Linked DNA regions of Ovis aries: region 2 is linked to region 1. Evidence: chromatin contacts called from public Hi-C data. All regions are on one chromosome and are shown on one strand. The core of a region is the stretch at or near the end of the contact, and the rest is flanking DNA. Distances in the headings are between cores, read along the strand shown. Region 1 holds the start of NBEAL2 (neurobeachin like 2). Region 2 overlaps CCDC12 (coiled-coil domain containing 12).

Region 1 (6,480 bases), core at 1,038-3,537:
TGGGGGACCTACTGGCTGGGTGGCTGGCCAGCTCAGGGTTTCTTAATAGCCTCTATCAGTTCAACCCCTTACCTATCTTCCACTCCCCTGAGCACATACACAATAGGTCCCTGCAGGGCTCTGACGCGGGCAGCCACCAACCACTCCAACCACTCCCTGGGAGCCCAGTGCAGAGGGTGGAGACCACGTTCCGGGAGCAGCAGGACCAAGCCGGCAGGAAGGCCGTGCTGGGAGGCTGGCTGGAGCTTCCTCTCCCCAGGAAACCTGGCCCCTCCCGGCTCCGGGGTTCACACTCATATCCTGGATTTGTTTGCCTGGCCCCAGGCTGTCCCCTGCCTGCCCAGGCTTCCAAGGCTACAACCAGCTAGGCTGTGCCCCACACCTCCCCAGTGAGGTGAGGAGTGGGAGGCAGAGAAGGGACTCAGCACAGGTGAATGCTAAACACCTGTGAGGAACTGACTGCCTGCAGAACTCAGCTAGAAGGGGCAGCAGGAGGCACCCGTGTTGGAGGTTTGGTTCTGGGGAACCAAGACACACCTTCCCCCAGAAGCATGCCACCCTGCCTGAAGACCCACCATTAACAGCCCTCAGACTCATCACCTCGTTCAAGCCCTTCACCTGATCACAAGAGAAGAAACTCACGACCAAGAACCCGCCCACGACCACGGGGACAATCAGAAGCACAATTAACATCCCTCAGATGTATCACCTCATCCAAGCCCCCCTTCACCTGGTTACAACTGAAGGAAGTGAAGACCAAGAACCTGCCCGCAACCACGAGGGCAATGAGAAGCATAAGGGCCAGTGGCAAGTTTCCTCCTAAAGCTTTTCTCCATCACAAGGACCAGCCTTTGGACATAGAGACAGAGAAGCCAGGGGAACCGGATCCAATGGAGCAGGGAAGCAGGAAGCTTCTCTGGCCTGGACCAGTCATACTGGCTACCCCAGTCATACTGGCTACCCCTCTGCAGAGTCCAGGCCACTCCAGGCCAGGACTGTGCCAAATTTACAGATATGGAAATGGAGCTCAGGGTGTAAACAGCATGCATGCTCTGAATCACACCAAAGATGGACTCTACTCTATTCACTGCCTCCTGCCAGATGCCTGGGTTTCTCACCACCCGAGCGGGCTCAAGAAGCTATGGCCTTTGTGGGCTGGATTCCTGGTCCCTGGGGCCCCAGACCTAGCCTGCAGTCCTGAGAGACAGTGGGCTAGCCTCTTCTCAGAGGGCCGGCTGATACGAGCATGAACTTCCCCCCAGTGCCCAGATCAGGAGCACACAATAGTCCATTGTGCCCAAGGTGCGCCTGAGCCAGGAGTGTGATGCGAGGCAGGTGCAAGGAGGAAAGTTGGTGCTGGGTGAAGGGCAGAGGGGTGTTGCCCTGGGTTCTCTCCTTGCTGTGGATACAGAAGGAAAGTGGGGCCCTATGTGTTCGATACAGTTTGGGGGACACCTGGGTTGCTCCCATCACCTTGAGGCCACTTAAGGTAGTCAATGAGGCAGGATGAGAATCTCAGGAGAAAATGGTATCCCTCCATCCCTTTCAAACATCCCTCCCAGCTAGTCTGCATTCCCCATCTCCACCCTGAGCATCCAGAGAAAATCTTTTCTTTGGGCTGGACCCCCGGTAACCCACACCCTCCTCCGCGCCCGGGGTTGGGATGGGGCCGGCTGGGGTCAGGAACTCACCACGGTCAGTTCGCTGCAGCGGATCTGATGAGTTGACCCAAGACAGAAGTAGTGACCTCCCACCAAGCCCACTCAGACCCGTAGACCAAGACTACCCAACTGGGCACAGCCGTCAGGAGGAGCAAGCCCAAATGCAAAGTAAGCCTCCCAACCTGGACCCCCCGCCGGGGCCTCAGTTTCCCCATGTGTAAAAGAGATAAAGGCCGGCTTGGTCCAGGCCCCTCTCCTCCGGCACAACCGATGCTACCCAGTCAGCACCCAAGAGGCTCCAGCGTGGCGCGCGCCCGCGAGGACAGACCCCAAGGTGTAAACGCCAGAGGCACCAGCGGGCCGGGGGCGCACACGTGCGTGCGGAGCCGGAGCAACCCCGGCTCGCGCGCAAATACGCGGCCCAGGTTGCGCCGAGCGCAGGTGCAGCAGGCGCCGGGCGCGCGGAGCTGGGGGCCCGGCGAGCGCGGGGCGGGGCGGGCTCACCTGCGCGTAGTAGAGCAGCCACAACTCGTAGAGCCGCTCCGAGGCGGCCATGGCCCGATCGGGCTCCGGCGCTGCTGCACGCCACCTGCCGCCACCGCCTCCTCCTCCGCGCCGCCCGCCGGTTGCCCTCGGCCAGGCCCATGGGCGGAGGGCGTCACTCCAGGGCGGAGCGGCCCGGTACTACTGGGGGAAGTAGTACTGGCCCCCGCCGCGCTCCTCCTCCCGGTCGGCCGCCGCCCGGCTTCCTGCACTTCGGCGGCTGCCACCGCCGCCCCGCCCCTCCCGGGACCGAGCAGAGGGCGGGGAGCCCGGCGGGAGGAGGAGCCTGAAGTCAGGGCGGCCCGGAGGGCGCCCAGCGGCCCCGCACCCCTCCCCCAAATCCGCGCGCTACCAGTGCCTCGGGTAGGGCCAATCTGAGCCTTCCGGACTGGGGTCGGGGTCTGGGATTCCAGACTTGCCCCAGGTCTAGACCTGACTGACACGCAGCCCGCCTGGCTGGACGGCCACCATTCGTGCAAGGGAGAGGCTCGCGGGCTTGGGGGAAGGGGCTGCGGGCCGCGGGTAGATGGGCAGTGTCCTTCAACAAGTTGTGAGGACAATAACCGTGATGACCACTTGTAGAACTTATACGTGCCAGGTGCTGGTCTAAGTGCTTTATGCGGAGACCGAAGTGCCACCTTTTTTTTTTTTAATCCTATTGTTAGTGGAGCAGAATAGTGCGACGGGAGTGTGGAGTGGGGCGAGGGGATAAGAAAACTAGGACAAAACTCAAATAGCTCTGGGCGAGCAGTTTCCTCCACCTGTTTAGCAGTAGCTTTCACCTCGCCTGGATCCCCTCCTTCAGGAAGCCTTCCTAGATGCTCCAAGTGGAGGCAGCCTTCACTCCAGGGTTCAGCACTTGGTTCACATCTTTTGTTTTAACTTCAAGAGAATAAAGGCTAAAGGGTGCCTCGTGCCTCTGTTTGACAGGCAGAGAAACTGAAGCCCCGATGGGCCAAATGAGGACCATTTGGGCAGCATGAACAGGGACAGATGCCAGACAGTTTTCAGAACCAGTGCCACCATCACCCCTGGGCATCCTTCTTTCCCTACTTCCCCAGCACCCTGAGAAGTGAGGAGGGCCCTTGTTGTTGGCCAAGGGTAAGGCCCTCTATTGGGGCTGCTGGGGGGCTGCGGGTGGGGTTGCAGGACCCAGAGAGTTACCATCAATTGGAGGAATTGAGTCTGGAAGCCACTAGACCCTGGGTGGCCAAGAGGAGACACACTCTGTCTCCATACCCATCCTGTGCTGTCCTCGTGGGTTCACGGGCATCTCCTCCACTCTGGCCTTTTTCCCTACCCCATCCATCCTACTTCTGACATTTCCTGAGCACTGACTACCTTCCTATTGTGTATCACCTGGATACCTGGAAGGGCACCAAAAGGCCCAGGGTACAGAGGTCAAGAGGGTCATTTGTGGGGACAGGCTAAATAGGGTTGTGTGGCCCTGGAGATCTCTGTTGGGAACTGGGAAGGAAGGAGTGGGTGTCCACCTGCTGTCAGACTGGGAAGGGAGACCACAAGCGGGGAACGGCCTTGTTGAGACAAGTCACGGGTGTGGGTGTGGGTGGTGGGGGGAAGAGGAGGGCATGGGCTCCTCTCCTCAGGAGGTGGGAGGAAGTGTGGCTCTGGGAATCTGGATAGGCTATCAGAAGATACTGACTTCGGCCAAAGAGGTCTCTCTGTTGTCGGTTGTCAGGCCATGTTAATTAACTTGAAAGGATACCGTGGCAGCTCCAGCTGCGGAGCGGTGCACCTATTGGCCAAGGCCACACCAACTGTCAGCTTAGTTCTCAGGAACTAAGCTCAGAGTGGTCTCTTGGGGCCCCCTGGGCCCAGGTTGGGGTTTGCTCTTCTTCAGTTTAGGTAGTCTGGCTCCGGGTACTCTGCCACCCCATGAGGGGTTCGAGGTGGGAGGGGAGCATCCTTGAACCCAGAGGAAAATGGTCATTCAGCCAAGCCCTGCTCTGCTTAGGCTCTGTCTGAGCTGACAGCGGCCAGAGAAGGGCCCAGGGGCCCATGAACAAGTGTATCAAGGAAGCCACTGGTATCTTAAGAGGAAAGGAAAGGCAGACCACTTAATCTGGGGTCGGAATGGAGACAGTCAGGGAAGCCTTCCTGAAGGCATTCGAGCCTTGAAGAATCAGAAGTGGACAAAGATGGGTTAGTTCAGTAGCTCAGTCGTGTCCAACTCTTTGCGACCCCATGGACTGCAGCACGCCATGCCTCCCTGTCCATCACCAACTCCCGGAGTTTACTCAGAAGAAAAAGATGGGTCAGCCAATTGCAAAGTGGCGCCTAGGTAAAAACCAGAGAGATCGATGCGCTCTATCCTCCTTCACTCAGGTCTGGCTGCTCTTGCCGCTTTTTCCCTAATTGGCATTGGACGAATCGAGCCTTGGAGCCTTCTTTACCGGCCCCGAAGATTCGGACAGTCGCGAGGGAGGAAGAAGGCGGGTCCATTGGTTGGCTTTCGGGTCTTCCTGCTCTTCCATTCTCGTCCCTGGATTGGCCGTGAGAGGCTCATCTACACCTTGGGCCTGCGCGCTGAGGGGCGAAAGAAGGTTGAGGGGGGGTTGTCTGTGGGCAAGATGGCGGCGACTGCGGCCGGTGTGGGCCGATTAGAGGAAGAGGCGTTGCGGCGAAAGGAACGGCTGAAGGCCCTACGGGAGAAAACCGGACGCAAGGTGAGGAATGCCCTGTGAGGGCCGTGGCTGAGGTAACCAACATTTGGATCCGCCATAGCGACGAGAGGGCAGGGGGCTGCTGGGAAAAGGCAACGGCCGAGGTCACGCATGCGCGCGGTTCGAGCATGCGCACTGCGTCTGTGCCAGCCCAGTCCATGTGGCTTTGCTAGAGCTGTTTGTCCTTCGCAGGTGCTGTCGCGCATGCGTAGCGACGGGTAGGGCAGTGGTCGTCGCTCCGCAGTCCCTTTGGCTCCTGTGTTTTCCGTATGGGACTCCAGGGCCACTACGAGTTTCTCATGGTCATTGGTTTAGGCGTGGTTTGTTCGCGTCTGAACACGCTGAGTCTAACGTTTTCGCATGACCATCCGGCCTGTATGCCAGAGCGCTCGGAGAATGGCAGTACGGAGTGTACTCTGAGCGCCCGGCTGAAAGCCTTGAGTACAGAAACCCGACAAGAAAGATCCATTTCTAGATTTAGGGTAGACTTCGGGGAAAGAGGCGGGCGCTTAGTTGTTTACCAGGCTCTTCTTTGGGGCTGGACTGTGTAGTCCTACTGGGTGCCAGACTTGGAAGCGTTGTTCCTTGGTCTTGTTTGAAGCCAAAATGGCCTGATTCTGTTTCTACTTTGTTCTTCTCTCGGAAGTAATCGAGGGAAAGGAGAACTCTGAGGCTCACTGCTTCTGTGCGAACCCTGGACCTGTCACTTGGGGTTGTGAGATGTGGAACAAATTGCTTCATCTCCGTGAGCCTCGGTTTCTTCATGTCTCCAGTGGAGGATAACAACCCCTAAACGTTCGTTCTCACTGGATTATTTACTCTGTTAGATTATCTATATGCAAGAGCACTGGAGACTGTAGAGTACGGAGGATGGACGTTGTTTATTCTGCTGTGTTTGGATGGGCAAAAACTTTGTCCTCAAGTGTGCAAAATACAAAGGATGTTATCTAGACCTGCAAGGGATTGGGGAAAACAGGGAGGCCATTTTCCAACTAAAAAAAGAGTCGGGCAGGTCGCTTTGGTTTGTTGCTTTTCTGCATGGCTCTCTGATGTCCTGCTAGAAAAGAGGAAGGGGAAGTAATAGAGAGTGAAAGCCAGCAGAATTGCCTTCTGTTTTTATTGGCAACTTTTCGGTCCTGTCAGTCATCTCTGCAAACTTCGTGGCCCAGGGATGCTCAGGACCTCAACTTTATAAACAGTAGCTAGTCGACTGGAGCTGTTGGCTTAGATTTAGGGCCCAGATGATTGGAATTTGGGTTTGAGGGCAGAACACAAAGAACAAAACAGCATCCTCAATGCCCCTTGCAATGGGAAGGAGGCCCAGGCTATCAGAAAACTGGCCTTTAAATAAACTATATATTTATTTTTGGCTCTGCTGGGTCTTTGTTGCTGAGTGGACTTATCTCCAGCAGCAGCAAGCTGGAGCTACTCTAGTTGTGGTGCGCAGGGCTTCTCATTGAGGTGGCTTCTCCTTTTGTGGAGGTCTGGGATACAGGCACAATAATTGTGGCACCTGGGCTTAAGTTGCTTCGCAGCATGTGGGATCTTCTCAGATCAGAGGTTGAACCCACATGTCTTTTGCATTCGCAGGC
Region 2 (6,480 bases), core at 1,467-3,966, 35 kb after region 1:
CCTGCCAGCATGGGCCCTCCTTGACCCTGACCAGCGTCAACTCTCAGCACCCACGACCTTCCAGCTCTTCCTGCACATGCACTCTGAGGGCTCCCCAGGTCTGGGCCTGGGCTGGGGTCAGGGGCTTTAAATTCTGCTGGGGGAGCCGAGGGCTGGAAGGGCGGCTCCAGCAACATGCCTGTCAGCTACAGCAGGCGTGTGCTTGGCGGAACCCCAGGCTGGTCCTCGCCAGGCTGTCCTATTCTCCGTTAGCTGCCTGGGCAGTGTGGACTGGAAGGAGGGGTGTTCATCTGAGCAGTGGTCTCTCTCCCTTCCTTTGCAGGACAAGGAAGACGGGGAGCCAAACACCAAGCAGCTCAGAGAAGGGGAGGAGGAAGGCGAGAAGCACAGGTAACGCCTCGCACTCAGCTCTCTTCCCGTACCTGTCGGTTTCCGCGTCGTCCCAGCATCATCCTGTCCACATCTGTCCTGTTGCTGCCTCTCCACCCCATGGCCACTTTGTTCAGACAGGACAGTCTTACTGTTGGGACCTTTTCTGCACCCTTGCCCTCACTGGCTATCTGACTCTCAGCCACCGGCCATTTTTTTAGCCACCAGACCCCTCACATTATGTCTCCTCACTCTTTTCTGAAATACTTGGGGTGGCATGGTTCTGCAGCAACCCCAGAATCAGGTCCAGACTCTCCCTGGTGTGTCAGGCTCTGCTCCAGCCGTCAGCCTGGGTTCCTGCTCCCTGTGAGGACTGGAGCTTTTCTTTTTCCTTAACGTGTGTTTATTGGGCTGCGCTGGGTCCTACGTGCAGTATATGGATCTGGAGCTCCGTGACCAGGGATTGAACCCCGGGCCTCCTGCACTGGGAGTGCGGAGCCTCTGCCACTGACCACCAGGGAAGTCCCCGGGACTGGCTGCTGAGGCCCTGAGAAAGCTTATCCCAGTGAGCTGTGCTTTGGAAGGGTGCCCCCCAGAGGAAGCTCGGCCGGCGACTTCCCGACACCGCAGCCTGCCCTGGCCTCCTCCGCCAGGGTGAGTGGAAGCCTCCCCCGGGGGCCGGCGCCTCGTCCGCGCCTTTGTGTTCAGGCTCCGATCTCACACGAGATGGGGCCTTTTCAAGCCCACAGGGGCACAGGTGTGTCTGCACGTGTGTGACTTCACAGTTTGCAAAGTGTGTTCACACCGTCCTCACGGAGGCCCTGGGGTCTCGCCACCTCACTTGTTTTCAGAGATGGCGACGGCCCTGTGCTGAGGAGGCTGGTGATGCTCCATGCTGGTGCAGGGACCTGGTCACCCCAGCTCTGGGCTCTGTGGTTTCTCGTTGGGGCTCAGCGCCCCCAGCACGTTGTGCAGCCTGCGCTGGTGACAGAGACAAAGGCCAGGTTGTTGCTTTTTATTTGCCAAGTGACCACAGGCTCAGGGGCTTGGCGGTGGGTGCCTGCAGTTTTCTCCTTTCTGTGGTAACTGCTGAGAGACCCTTTGGTTTCCTCTGGGTTTATCCTCAGGTTTTTGATTGCTGCCTGGAGCCTGAGTCATTTCTCAGATTCAGTCGTCTGCCCAGATACAGTGCAGGGTCAGGGGTGGCGGCTGAGGAAATGGGAAAGTCCAGCAGGACGAGAGGCAGGCACCCCGGTACCTCACCCCTCACCAGCCTTGCTGGGGAATCACCCACCTTCCTCTCTGCCCGTCCTCTGGCCCATCTGTCCACAGAGACCTTTTAGGAATCATGGCTGTTTTAGTTCCTTTGGCTTTCCTTATAAATTTTAGAGTCAGCTTGTTAATATCTATTTTAAAAGCTTGCTGAAGGTGACAGAGGGGGACAGTGACGTGCTGTGGAAAGTGGGAGAGGAAGGGGGGGCTTTCTGGATGTGGTACCCTCCCTGTTATCTTAACCCAGTCCTTAGTGGCCCATCTGTGGGTATTTCAGAGAAGGTGGGAGGGGCACACTGTCTCATGCCAGTTCCTCTTGAAATTTCAGAACGTCGTCATCATATAAGTGTATGTGTCTATTGTTGCCTACTTGTTAAAAATAATGATAAACTAATATAAATAAAAAGTTTGCTAGAGTTTCAATTTGTATTACATGGAATCTATAACTCAGAATACCTGAAAAACATTTTTTTTTTCTTACTCTCTTCAGGATAAATCCTGCCCCATTCCCCTACAACCAAATCCCCATTTACTGAGAGTCAGTTCCCCAAAGGCCGACCAGGCACTGTGTGAAGGAAAGACATGTTCCCACCCCCAGGAGGACCCCTGCTTCTCCTCTGGGCTGGGTCTTTCCTCTCCCAGCCCTCCTTCCCTCGTGGCTCATCTCTAACACAGCCTCCCTGCTTGCCGCCTAGAGAAGAGGTGACCCCACAGCCCTGGAGACCTGGCCTCAGAAAGGGACACTCATGTCAGTTGCTTGTGTTTTTCGTAAGCCCTCAGTCACTTCCTCCTGATGCCAAGTCGGCTGGTGTGTGCCGTGGAGGTATGTCGAGGGTAGGGCTTGTGCCTGACAGTCATGGCCACCCAGCCAGGTGGGAGGAAACGAGTGACGTTGCACACTCCACTGGGCACGGGGCAGAGGAGCGTGTCCTGTTAAGTGTCTGAACAAGCCAGCCCCAAACCCTCAGCCCCCACAGCCCCTGGCTTGAGATCGTGGTCAGCACCCAGCCAGAGCAGTCACCGCTCAGGGATGGCGGTTCCCCCTCGGTGAGCGTCTTGTACCGCAGAAGGAAGTAGGCCACTCACCTTCCTTCTTGGGGATGGAGAACCGGTTCTGCAACTCCTGTGTGGAGAGGTCCCACCCCAGCAGAGGCCCGGCCCAGCTCTGGCCCAGTGCCCAAGCCCTTTAGGCTGGTCAGTGCCAGGCCTTCCCCTGTCTGCCAGTTGGGTCCCCAGGATGGTGGCTGTGCACCAGGGCGTCTCACAGACCGGTGACGCGAGCTTGATTCAGCAGACAGGGAGCAACGTGGCAGTGAGGATGAGAGCGGCCCCCACCCACAGCCCCTGAGTTGCGTCACTCCCGCTCCAGGACTCACTGGGGAGACGTGGGAGGCTGTCCTCTGGCTGGCCCGCCCTGCCACTTGGTGTGTGACAGGCACATCCCTGCCATGCTGTGGGCCACTTGCCACCTGCGTGGGCAGTATTGCAAGAAGCCTCTGTAGGCTGCATGTGTCTGCTGGGCTGTTCCTTCCCATCTGCCTTCGGGACAGTCTGCCTTCGTGCCATCCTAACAGGCAGAAAGCACTCAGGGTTTGGGAGGGGGCTTCCAGGGCAGCAGTGGGACACGCCTGTGAGATCTGACCCCTGCTCTGCAGAGCACCACTCTGTTCAGGGTTGATGTCCACAGTCTGTATCATCTGCAGCCTCAAGAGAAACGCAATCCTTGATTTTCACACGGAGGCCAGTGAAAGCATGAGCCTTCCCGTCCTGTCTCAGAAGCATCAGAGCTGGGATTTGGGCCCAGGGTGGTGGCTGGTAAAGATGGTAAAGAATTTGCCTACACTGACGGAGACTCGGGTTCGATCCCTGGGTTGGGAAGATCCCCCGAAGAAGGGAACAGCTACCCTCAGCATTCTCTGGAAAATCCCATGGACAGAGGAGCCTGGTGGGCTACAGTTCATGGGGTCGCAAAGAGTCGGACACAACTAAGTGGCTTTCACTCTTTCACTTTCACAGTGTTGGCAGAATGGAACTCTTTTCACCCCCTCCCCTGAGCAGCTACTTCATTCCAAAATGGGGGTGACAAAAAATTTCTAAAAACATAAAATTGGAGCAGCAGAACCAGCGTGTGGCCCTAGTGGCCTCCAGAAGAGTGAATTCTGCCCCTGCCTCCTTTTTTTAAATTTAAGTTGCAGAAGGAGGAAATTCAACCTTGGTCCTTTGTTAGAAAGGCTAGACCCTAGAGCAGCACCAAGTGCCCCAGGAAGTCTGTCCAGAGACTTTCGCCATTTGGCAGTAATCAGGGTGGGGCGGGAGGAGCAGTTAATTGGACATCAGTGTGGGTCAGTCTCCTCATTAGCTCTCAGCTGAGTGAATCAGGGCTTGAACCGTGCTCCACAGAGCTGGACACACCTAGCAGGCCTCCTTGTTTACAAGTGTGGAAATCGGACCTCAGGATGGGGTAGTCCCACAGAGACTGGGACCCGGGTGTTCTTGACCGTGTGACCAGTGCTCAGCTCTAGGGGAGGATAGGGGAATGGTAGGCAGCGCGGCTGGTGGGGGCAGTAGTCGCTGAGCAGCCAGCCCACCAGCTGATGCCTCTGGCCCCCCCGTCCCCCGCTGTGTCCCCCTCATGCCGGCCAGCCTTCTGAAGCCTGGGCACCAGGGGGTGCTCGGGTGTGGCTGCTGTGATCTCAGGGCTCAGCTCCCGCTGGACTCTCCTCTCCCCTCCTCTCAGGACCCTGGCCCTGGAGCCGGTTTCTGAGAGTGGCGGGTGTTTCTTATTCTCACTAATCCCTGCAGGTTTCTTCCCACACCCAGTTTCTCTTCCGCTTTTCTCCCCACCCTGTTATAAATGAAAGTCAGCGTTAGCGATCCTGCCCCACTTTCCCCGCGTGCTTCAGGGACCTGGCATTTACCTCCCGGCCTGAGGCAGGCGTTAGGGGATGGGATTCAGGGCGGTGTCCCTGCTTCATAGAGAAGGCAGACCCTGGGAGTGGGCAGCAGGCTTCTTCCACACCAGCCTGGCTGGTATGGCCCCAGGACATGGGGGTTTAGCCAAGCCCCAGGACTGCAGGCCATGGGGCCCTGGCTGAGGGCGGGTGAGGCTCACAAAAGCCCCGAGTTGAGACCATGCCCCGTGCTGATTTGTGTAGCCACACACACCTTCTGGACTCCTTCACTTGAGCTTGCCTGTGCCGCAGCTGGAGAAATCAGCCACATTTCCCTGGCACGGACACAGGGTCCCCTAGGTGAGACACTGCAGGAAGCCTCCTGTTGGGGAAATGTTCCCAGGACTTCCGAGGGGCCAGCAGTGCAGAGAGCTCAGAAGAGCTCGTGGGGAAGAAGGACCCACATCTAGTCCCATCTGGCTGACAGGCTGGCGGGTGGGGGGCACTTCTGCCTCCCCCAGGGCGTGGCAGGTCTGTCCCAGTATCTCTGTCTTGCTTTTATTAAGAAGCAGCTCCCAGGACCTCTCTCTCTTTGCTGCCCTGTGGAGTTAGCCAAGGGCCCGGCCTGTGTGCGGGCTGCTGTGTGTGGAGCTTGGTATTTGATGAGCTGCTGAGCCAGGGAGGCCTCCAGGGAGCACTTAGTACAGCCTGCCCTGCCCGAGAAGATGCGAGGAAAACAACCAACCGCAATGGGTGACCAATCTCAGTGTGCGATTCTGGCTCCTCGTGGCTGCTCCCCCTTCATAGAGGCCGTGGGGTCAGCCCTGCTCGATTTTCAAGCCCTCATGCAGGAGCGAGGTGTGTGAACTTACGGCTGCCCAGGAGGATCGTGGCTTTCCCGCCCTCGCACACTGCCATGCCTGTTCGCTCAACCTTGGCTGGCTACTCCCAGCACACCAGACCCTCGCCACATGTGTCTGAGGCTCCGGGGCACGAAGGCTGTGAGTGGGAGGCGGGCTTGGGGAACCAGCGCTGGTTTCTCTCTTAGGAGTAACTCAGCCCGAGAGCTCTGGTCCTCGCTCGCGGTCGTAGCTTGCCTCGTCTCATGCTGCAGCCACTGCTGTGTGACCCTCTAAGACTGGCGCAAACTCTCTGACCCTCAGTTCCCACAGCTGTCAAGTGGAAGAGTGCCAGAGAGACAAAGTGAGTGCTCTCCGCGTGCCCCTGGCTCCGGCTCTGTTCGAGAACCTCCAGTGCAGGTGGGGCTTTGGGAGAGCACGCAGCCTGGCTGCTAACGGGAAGATGAGGGGCTGAGGCTCAGAGATGCCTCTATCCCCGTGCTGTCTGCCTGTCCCAGGTCATCTGCAGAGAGAGCAAAGTCGGAAAGTGACCAGCTCCTGTGTCTTCCTCTCATGCCAGCCTGCAAGTGTAAGAGATGAACGAGACTGTGTCCCGCACGCACTTTACTTCCTCTCTGCTTGTCCTCGCTGCCCTTTAGGGAACTCAGGCTGCGGAACTACGTCCCAGAGGATGAGGACCTGAAGAAGAGGAGGGTGCCCCAGGCCAAGCCAGTCGCAGGTAGGTGGGCTCTGTGGCCCTGTCGGCTGCCTCCTCCTTGGCAGGCGTCACCCTCTCCTGGAGAATAACTGGCAGTGCCTGGGCTGGAAGCTGGGCCTCCGCGACCCTCCGTCACCATCTCACGGTGGATGGACAAATAGAAGCGGTCAGGGCACTGAAGCGGCCTGGCACGCCTGCTTCGTCCTGCTCACACCCTGCCTTGCAGGCCTTCCAGGGACTGCAAGGGAAGGTCCCTCAGAGGACTGTCTGAGCTGGGAGGTGGACATGGCCCTGGGCCCTTGGACAGCAGGAATAGGAGGATGGGTCCTGTGGGCCCTTGGAGGGTCAGAAAGACCCTGAAGAGGGGCTGACCGTCCAGGTTTCTGGAGAG

Evidence for each region. A called contact is a pair of places that touch in the nucleus more often than the background predicts.
Region 2: a Hi-C map of omental adipose tissue shows a contact between it and region 1, with 2.1 times the contacts expected there. The contact joins the enhancer-like site here to the promoter of NBEAL2 in region 1. A contact is called at or near these places in 6 of 16 Hi-C or Micro-C datasets (blood, omental adipose tissue and retroperitoneal adipose tissue).

The regions. Positions count from the first base shown.
Region 1 is chr19:52,543,022-52,549,501 of ARS-UI_Ramb_v3.0, forward strand. NBEAL2 (neurobeachin like 2) reads right to left here and starts at 2,288. Exons shown (of 53, transcript XM_042236339.2): 1 at 2,166-2,288. The coding sequence starts at 2,216. It overlaps CCDC12 (coiled-coil domain containing 12), which reads left to right and starts at 2,456. Exons shown (of 7, transcript XM_004018503.6): 1 at 2,456-4,891. The coding sequence starts at 4,526.
Region 2 is chr19:52,577,610-52,584,089 of ARS-UI_Ramb_v3.0, forward strand. It overlaps CCDC12 (coiled-coil domain containing 12), which reads left to right. Exons shown (of 7, transcript XM_004018503.6): 2 at 323-390; 3 at 6,031-6,110. Among named protein-coding and RNA genes, the nearest start is that of CCDC12, 35 kb to the left of the region's middle. Within about 2 kb of position 2,717, at least 25 of the 54 cell types and tissues checked have an H3K27ac peak or open chromatin away from gene starts, as enhancers often do.